Regions from separate parts of the Mus musculus genome. Here region 1 is linked to region 2. A link is a contact called in public HiChIP or PLAC-seq data. All regions are on one chromosome and are shown on one strand. Each heading gives the region's core, a stretch centred on a gene start, on an enhancer-like site or on the middle of the called end of the contact. The rest is flanking DNA. Distances are from core to core; before and after follow the strand shown.

What was found. HiChIP or PLAC-seq counts read pairs in DNA pulled down with a chosen protein or histone mark.
Region 1: a contact with region 2 is called in a BATF HiChIP or PLAC-seq map of CD8 T cells, with 8 read pairs. The contact joins two enhancer-like sites. A contact is called at or near these places in 2 of 15 datasets of contacts at CTCF or cohesin (the NIH/3T3 cell line and large pre-B cells), 4 of 484 Hi-C or Micro-C datasets (bone marrow-derived macrophages, nephron progenitors, regulatory T cells and 1 more) and 5 of 115 datasets of contacts at active chromatin or transcription factors (CD8 T cells, bone marrow-derived macrophages, effector CD8 T cells and 2 more).

The regions. Positions count from the first base shown.
Region 1 is chr4:95,288,155-95,292,483 of GRCm38.p6, forward strand. No RefSeq gene overlaps it. Among named protein-coding and RNA genes, the nearest start is that of Gm32240, 82 kb to the left of the region's middle. Within about 2 kb of position 2,262, at least 8 of the 459 cell types and tissues checked have an H3K27ac peak or open chromatin away from gene starts, as enhancers often do. A contact at or near this core is called in CD8 T cells, where this site is marked.
Region 2 is chr4:95,104,112-95,108,376 of GRCm38.p6, forward strand. All of the region lies in intron 1 of Junos (a long non-coding RNA gene), which reads left to right. Among named protein-coding and RNA genes, the nearest start is that of Junos, 54 kb to the left of the region's middle. Within about 2 kb of position 2,865, at least 285 of the 459 cell types and tissues checked have an H3K27ac peak or open chromatin away from gene starts, as enhancers often do. A contact at or near this core is called in CD8 T cells, where this site is marked.

The sequences.
Region 1 (4,329 bases), core at 1,012-3,511, 180 kb after region 2:
ATTCCCCTTTGCTCATCTTTGGCTACTCCTTGCAAGTTGGAATCATCTTCAATTCAACCTTCCAGGGTCTTCTAGAAATCCAGTTTTCCCTCTTTCTTGGAGACATAGAGCCAACATTACTGACTTTTCCCACTTTCACCGAGGGCCCAGTTCAGGTGCTCTTTGGGATTCTGAAAATGGAGGTTCGTCATATGTTCCTTCACCCCTGAGAAATGCCATGAAGACGGGAAGCCTTACGCAGCGGCCAGTCTAGACTTGCTCCAGCCTACATCCATGCCCTTGCACTTGCCCTTCCATGCCTGGAAGCCTTTGGTTATCTTGCTTCTCCTCCACCCTCACGCATGGTTGTCCATGCCTCTGGGATAATCTGTACTTTGGACATCTGTTTCAGAGTTTCACTAAGTATAGAGTCATCTGATATTCTGCTTATCGCTTCTTTCAAGTGCACTCCTCCAGTCTGGAATGGCTTCTGGCATGCAATAAGCACACTATCATTACTGGTGGGTTAATTCAAGAGAAAAGTATAGCATCCTATAGTCTAGTTGCCTCAGTTTAAGTATTTCTGGCTAAGTGGTTTGAGCTAAGGCATTTACCTCTTTTACTTATAAAATGGGAATCAGCTATTTCATAGTATTATGAGAATGACCAAATTCTTACTAAATCCTTGTTAAAAATTACTGTCAACTAAAAGGGTTCTATCAATAAAGCTACTAGAACAGCTGTCTCTAACAGACATCTATTGAGAAAACACTATGTTGTCGTCAATGTGAACAGGATGATGGCTTTCAATGAGCTCCATGTATGATTGGAAAGACTGGCTGTCTAGGCTATGCTAGGACATTAGTTTGTTTCACAGACCCTTTACATGTGTTTCCATCTCCTCCAAGCCTTCATTCCCCTAGAGGGAGGAACTATCTTGATCACTCTTGATTGGGGAGGGGGGGATAATAAATACTTAGTGAGTGCCTGTTTGATCAAACAATGACAGCAAGGTTGCTAGCCAAGTCTCCCTTTGGGCTTAGAAACATATTTGTGAAAGAAACAGACTGTCCTTCTACTGGCCAGTTCCTCAGAGATGGAACATTTAGTCCTTGCGTCAGTTGGTACACAATCCAGTCAAAAGACACTTTCATACACATTGGAAAGTTTACTACATATGCCATGATGTTGGAAGGAGGAGTCTACGATGAGAGAAAGGTGATGTGTAGAAGTTCTGAAGCATGAATAGTAATTAACAATAACAAAGGGAAACGTGGTGACATATCAACTCAGGAGCTCCAAAATCTAGGAAAATCACAACACTAAAATAGCTATTGTGACTGGACATGACATGAAGACAAAAACATCACAGAGCATTGTTTAAGCACCACCTGAAGCCTACACAGATTCTGCTTCTTAAATGGATATAAGAATGTGTAGAGGACTGGAAGGATGGTGGCTACACAGATGGATGGATGTGAGAGTGGGTGGGTGGGCAGATGGACGAATAGATGTGTGGGCAGTTATGTGGGTGGGTGGATGGATGGATGGATGGATGGATGGATGGATGGATGGATGACAGTGTTTCTTAAGGACATCCATTTTGAATAAATGAAGAGGATGTGAAGAAGAAGCATGGGTGATAGTTGAGCTCTTGATTTGTACTCAGACCAAGGTTGATTGGTATTAATAACTACATATTAACAAAAGCAGCACATTTATTATTAAACAATAAAAAGATAAGACAAAGGATTTTTAGGCGAATGTCAGTATAAATCTCTCGGTTTTCTTGTGTCATATTTCTTATGCAGACTCTCCGACATGTCTTTCTGAGAACCTTCCACACCCACTCATTCATCTCTCTAGTCAAAACTTTTCTGAAAGAAAAGAGGCTTCTGGTATACTAAGACTTTGTAACTTAATTTTCTAACCAATTTATTACAAAAATTCCATTTTGCCTCCTATTGTCTTAATATCTATATAATATCTCTGCTTATGAAAGATGCCAACTAAAGGTTCAGCCAATTCTCTATTTTTTGGCCATTATTAAAATGTTTCAGTGAACATTGTGTTCTTTTTTTGGCACAAAGTTTCAGGCAAGAAATTACTTTTCTTTCAAGTTTTTGCTGCTCTGGATTGATTGAGCAAAAGTTGATGTGGGGACATATTTCATCCCCAGGCATACCTCACTGGAAGCAGAATCCCTTTGTCACCACAGCGTCCTCTCTGATCAGCCAGGCAGGGTGGACAGGCCTCCCTGTGGTGCAGGTGCACTCAAGCAGCCGTCAGCCATCACTGGCTGTACAAGTGACATGCTATGACAGTGCCAGCTCTTCTGGCATCTCCACTGTGATGGTGATTCAGAGCTGTCAACCGGCACAGCTGTGAGGAAATGCCAAAGAAGGATTTATGGGGTGCAGCAGTGACTTTGTAACCCTCATCTGGAAAAGCAGATGCCAATGAAATCAAATGAGTCGGTGTGGCAAGAGAGAGGAGGCACTTACCTACAATGAAATAGGAAACATCCTGCCAGTTCCCAGAAGCATCAGATAGTCAATGGCTCTAATTACTTACAGGGAAAAAAATGCCAAACATTTTAGTTCAATGAAGAGGCAACAGAGGTAGAAAGATATCTGTTGGAAGTCTGATGCCATAGATCCAAGCTGAACCCCAGCTACCCACTAGCTCTATAACTCAGGCAAGTCACTGCTTTTTGGCTTGGTTTTCCTTCATCTCTATAATAGCCTTACATAGCTGATGTTGGAATGATGAATAAATCAGTCAGTGAAAGTCATTCACTGTGGCCTCTTGTATAGCGAGGGTACACTAGAACATGATGGACCACCCCCATATGGTGGGTATTGAATTCTGGGGTAGAAGCACGGGGTAGCAGACTGTGAAGTATCAATGGATGTGGTGTTGACTGTGATATGGTGTGATGCTGAAGACCACTTCAGAGTTCACCGTAGCCTGAATATCCAGCATTTATAATGGCCCAGCAGCTACAGTTGGAAAGAAGGAGATAGAATAAGGCTCAGGGCAACCAGAAGAGCAACCACCTCAGGCCATAATGGCTCTTTCCCAGCAAAGGTGAGCTAAGTGTTCGGTCAATTACAGATTTGCTGAATTTCTAACTACCAGATTCTGGGAACTCAAGGACAAACAAAAAGGCAAACGTCTCTCCTCTCTCTGGCTCAGAATTGGGAAAACAAGCCCAAACAATGACAAGCAGTGGAGTGATGAGCTAGAACATGTGACACAAACCTAGGATGGAGAGGAGAGGTTTCCTAATGGAGCCATCATCACAGCCAAAGTCAGAGCAAGAAATAAAGATTTCAAAATTAATGTGAGACTTGAATCCTAACCTCCCAGGGGGCTGTTTGCCCGTTTCCACCCTGACCAATAACATCTTGGGCTTTGTAGGAGTTTGTAGAACTTTCCCCACTTGGATGAAATACACAACTCAGCAGAAATTCATTGATGAATTCAATACAACATTAGTTGTGTGCTGCTATCTTTAAGGGCAATGGCTTCAAGTCCTTAGTGCATCAGAATCTTGCTTGTGGAAGGTGACCACTAGACCTAAACCTCTGAACTTCTAATTCAAGCAATGTAAGGAGGGGCCAGAGAATCCAGCATTTCAAGTTCCCAAGTGATATATTGAAAGAAACCTTTTAAAAAAGAAATTAAGGGCAGTTAAGTCAGCAAGGAATCGTATTTCCTGACCTTTCCTCTTCTCCTTTGTGATAATTAGCCAAGTGCATCAGATTGTGAAGTCAAGCTCTCACCAATGGAGTGAGATGTGGTCACCTATGTGAGAGATAAAGAACAGAAGTCATGTTATCAGTTATGCTTTCTAGACTTTTTTTTTTTAATAAAAAAATTCCTCCTATGCTTCATTCCCTTTGCGTGTTCCTTTGTGCAATACTTAGATCATTCCTTGTTTGTTTCTGACAATGTCCATGCTGTCTGCTGGTGAACTGCACTTTATGTCTTAGGGGAAGCAGTTCAGTTTCTGGAGGTGCTACTCAGGGCACAAGGTTGTTTCTAAATTTTCCTTAGTGTTTGTGGAGAGATGGAAGGTCTCAGTCTAGGCCGCTAGTGTCCTTCTAGGAAGGATCCTCTGACGACTCTGTTCTAAAACATTGATTATGTAAGCAAATCACGCAACCAAACCCTGCCTTAGTGTTTACGTTTTACTATATAAACACATTTAGATTTTTTTCTCTTTATTTTCTGAGGGGAAAATGAAAAGATTTTTTTTTTTTGCCAGATTCTGTGGTTTGAATGTTTGTGCCCCACCCCCCAATCCATATGTTGACATTTTAATTCTGTATGTGATGATATTAG
Region 2 (4,265 bases), core at 1,615-4,114:
CGGTTTGTGTAATGGCCATTAATAATAATATCCATGACTGAACTACTGCATTAGGCTTTCCTTCTTCCTCACCCTCCTCTTCCTCCTCCTCCTCTTCTTCCTCCTCCTCTTCTTCTTCCTCCTCCTCTTCTTTTCAATACTGGGTTTTATATATGATAAACAAGGGCTTCTCTACCATTGAACTACATCCACAGCCCGCTTTTAAACCTTTTTTTTTTTTTTTTTTTTTTTTGCCAGTTTGTCCAGGTTACCCCTGAACTCACTCTGTAATCCAAGGTCATGTTAAACATGCCACCCTCCTATGTTCCCCTCCCAAGTAGCTGTGATAACAGACCTCTGTCACCAGAGCCGGCTTATTAGACAACTTTTAAATGTTGTTTACTCTTTGCAGTGAGAAAATGTTTATTATTTTCTTGGATTTAAAAATAAGGAAGCAGGTTTTGTTATTATGTGATTGTTGTCATAAAACTCGGAGACTGAGTTTGCTTAATGATTCTCATAATGGGATGAAACTGAAGCTCAGAGAGGCCAAGAAATAGGCTCCAGTTTGCACAGCAAATTAAAAGTAGAGCTAGGACTCTGAGCTATTAAGAACCTGGCCCAGTGTCAGTAAGCACAGTGAACCAGAGGCGGAGCTAAGAGTCAAACCACATTCTAAATTATTTTTTGTAAAAGCATGATAGATTGTTTCACAACTTTTTACATATATATGTACATATACATATACATATATATATATATATATATATATATATATATGCTTTAGAGAGGTAATAGACTTGATTATACCCCATATTATTCTTTCATATCCTTACCCCTTTCTGGCAAACCTCTCCTTCCCAACAAATACCCCTCCTCCTTTTATGTCTTTTTCTTCTGTGGACCACAGCATTTAATTAATTAGTATTTCTGTATGAGCATAAGTGAGGTAATTTACTTGAGCAAGGGCAGCAGCTACCAGTGGCTACAACCACTTGTTCAGACTTTTGCTGTGGTTCTCAAACCCATAACTGATGTGAATGTTGTCCCCATTTTGCAGTGGGAAAGTAGAGGTAAGTAGGGGAGAAATTGTTTATTTAATACCGAGCCTGGTTTCCTGTTCATTTGAGAGCTCATAATGTTTAATGTCTTCAGAGAAGGGTTTTTAGAACCAGCTCTAAATAGTGGTGGGATAGTGGTGGGAGCTGGTGGGCTTTGATTAAGTGATAATAGCCTTTATCTGTATCAGTGTGGGAACTTAGCTGCATCCAGCCTTGGGTACAGACCTGGTCCTTGTCTATCAGAGCTCTGTCGTGTGTAGCCAGGTGCTTCAACCACAGTATGTGTCAAAACACTGATGACACACCACCCTTTCACTAATGTGCCTTAGCCCCTGCAGGAAAGAAAGGCTCCCTCCTGAAGGGGCTCTCCAGAATGAATGCAGTTACCAGAGATGCTTGGAGTACAGGGGACTGACTGACTCATGCTGAGCTGTCCCCCATCCCTGGGAGGCAGCCCAGGAGCCGCCCACCTCTCCCACACACCACCCTCTTGGCCCAGACTTCTAGTTGCAGCATTTGGATGGATGGTAGAGTTACTCCCTGCCTTTGGCTTCTGCCGGGATCAGGAAGAGGGCTTTGTTCGTTCTCTCTCTCTCTCTCTCTCTCTCTCTCTCTCTCTCTCTCTCTCTCTCTCCCCCTCTCTCTCTCTCTCCCTCTGTCTCTCTCTGACTCTGTCTCTGTCTCTGTCTCTGTCTCTGTCTCTCTCTCTCTCTCTCTCTCTCTCTCCTTCTCTCCTTCTCTCCCTCTCTCCCTCTCTCTCCCTCTCTCTCTCCTGTCTCCTTTAGTGGCTGAGTGGCTGATGGATGCAACCAGAGCTGAAAATTTCCTCCGTGTCTCAGAGAACCTGGGTCCAGTGAGAATCAGGGCATTGAAAGGGGGAACTGAATGGCCAGGTCTGGTTTCTTTCTGCCGGAGGAAGAATTAGTCATCGGGCCACGGCTAGCTGCTGGCAACTGTCGATGTCACAGGGAGAGGAAATGCACTTGGGATGAGTGAGTGCAGTGTGGTCTCCACAAAAATCCTCTTTTTTAACCGAACAGAGGAAGCAGCCTACTGATTTCCCCTTTTCATGAATCGGCAGTTCCTGTCTGCTCAGAGGGCAGCAGTTGGGCGGCTCTGGACCAGATGTGGAGTGCAGAGTAGACTAAGGTGCTCTAGCACAGCGTTTCTTTTCCCTCACAATAGCCTTATTGTCACTGTGAGAATTCTTTCAAACTCTGTGCTGAATGCTCAATCCAAGGTTACAAGCGGTCTGCCTAAGGCCAAGGCCACAGCAGGGAAACCTCGCTCCTGGGCCCCTTGCTTCAATTTCCCCACTTCTTGTCTGTTCATTTCATCGGCACCCCTACACCTCCTTCCAGGATGTCAGAGGTTTCTCTGCGCATGAGCAGTAACTCCTCAGTGTGTGATCCTGTATACAGTACTCGTACGTATACAGTGCCGCAAGTGCACCCTGAACTGAATGTTATTCATGCCTTTTGGGATTGTTTGCATTTTCGAAAATGTCTCTGGGAAAATTGGAGAGTCCACATCAAGGACTGAACATCGATCCCAGCATCCTCCTAGTTCCCCGATGATAGGCTGTTTCTCCCCCTCCCCTCCCTTCCTCTATTCCTCATTTCTTTTAAATTTTGGCAAGGTTGCTCCTAAGTACTTTACAGTTCTTCATTGATTTCATTGTGATTTCCACTGTGTGACACAGGTACTGTCAGTATCCACACCATCCCACCTTCTAATAAACACCGGGCACAGAGTTGTCTGCCTAGGGACACACAGGATGGTGTCAGAAGAGTAAGAATGGCTATGTGAGCTGCAGGGCAATTCCAGGAAGTTAAAGGAGCTGCACTGAGCAGTCGAAAGGTGCTTTCGCATGTTTTGCTCCATTGGGCACTCAGATTCTCTGTGCGACACGGACCGTTTCACCTGTTGAAAGAGAATACAGAGTTTAGGGTTCCACACTAGGAAAGTGAGCAGAGCTTGAGAGCCAAGTTCACTGTGCCTCGCAAATTTCTAATGACTGAGGTGAGCACTGAGGAATTGGGGCTGACTGGCGCAAGGAAGAAGCTTTGAGGAGGAAACACTTTTTAAAGTATATTCTTTGACAGTTGAACAGTCTCGAACAGTCTCTCCCTGTCCCTCTCCCTGTCCCTCTCCCTCTCCCTGTCCCTGTCCCTGTCCCTGTCCCTCTCCCTGTCCCTCTCCCTCTCTCTCCTCCCCTCCTCTCCCCCTTCTCCCCCCTCTCTGCCTCCCCCTCTCTCCTCTTCCTTTTCCTCTCTTCTCCTCCCCCTCCCTTTCCCTCCCCCCTCCCAGCATGTGAGAGGATGTATGTCTGTGTGTTAGTCATAAAATTAGTTCTCAGAAACTTGAGGTTTTAATAAAACATGAAAAACATTTTTACTAGCACCCTCCCTTCCCTCTGGGATCTTAGGTGCTACACAGTATACGGAAATGTAATCCATATGTTTGATTATTCATCCTTCCATCATCAAAAATATTGTTGATTCTTTGAGAAACATTTGATTTTCTGGATGTCATTCTCTTTTAGAGTTTAGAGGAAGAGTCTTTTTTTCCCCTCTCAGCTACTAGTTTATTTTCGTTGACTGTCACTTTGTAACATTTGACTGGGGTGAACAAGTGGTCGCTAGACAACCCCACAGTTTCCTGTGGACTTTTAACCCAATGATAAAAGCAGACATGCATGTTTTTTAGTCTCAGTGCTTTCAAATGTGGCAAGGAGGGAAAGTAATATTTGTAGAATGCCTGCTTTGCAAAGGAATCACCTTTGTCCTCCATGAAGAGGCAGATAGAGAGCATGGTATGGGGGGTAACATCTAATTGGTATTCTTGTGAAGTCGAAGTCACCACTCCTCTTTTAAGGGCATCATAGATGCTGCAAGAGTCAAGTTTCCCACATACAAGACTAGGATTGTCTTTCCTCTAAGCTCAACCATTTTCACTGCCAGCTAAGTACATGCACAGCTCCAGGAAGAACTGAACAGTGCCCCCACCCTGCCCATCTTAGCTTCCCGAAGCTGAGGAAAAACTTCAAGAGAAGAGAGGGTTAAGTAGGTAGGGTTGTTTCTCAGATGGTGTTGTGTGCATTGCATTATGTGTTATTATTGGAAGTTTTAACAGTAGCACAGTAGTAGCAATAATAATAATAATAATAATAATAATAATAATAAATAAGGCCAAAAAAAGCAAAGTAGCTAAGGAAGGGTCTGA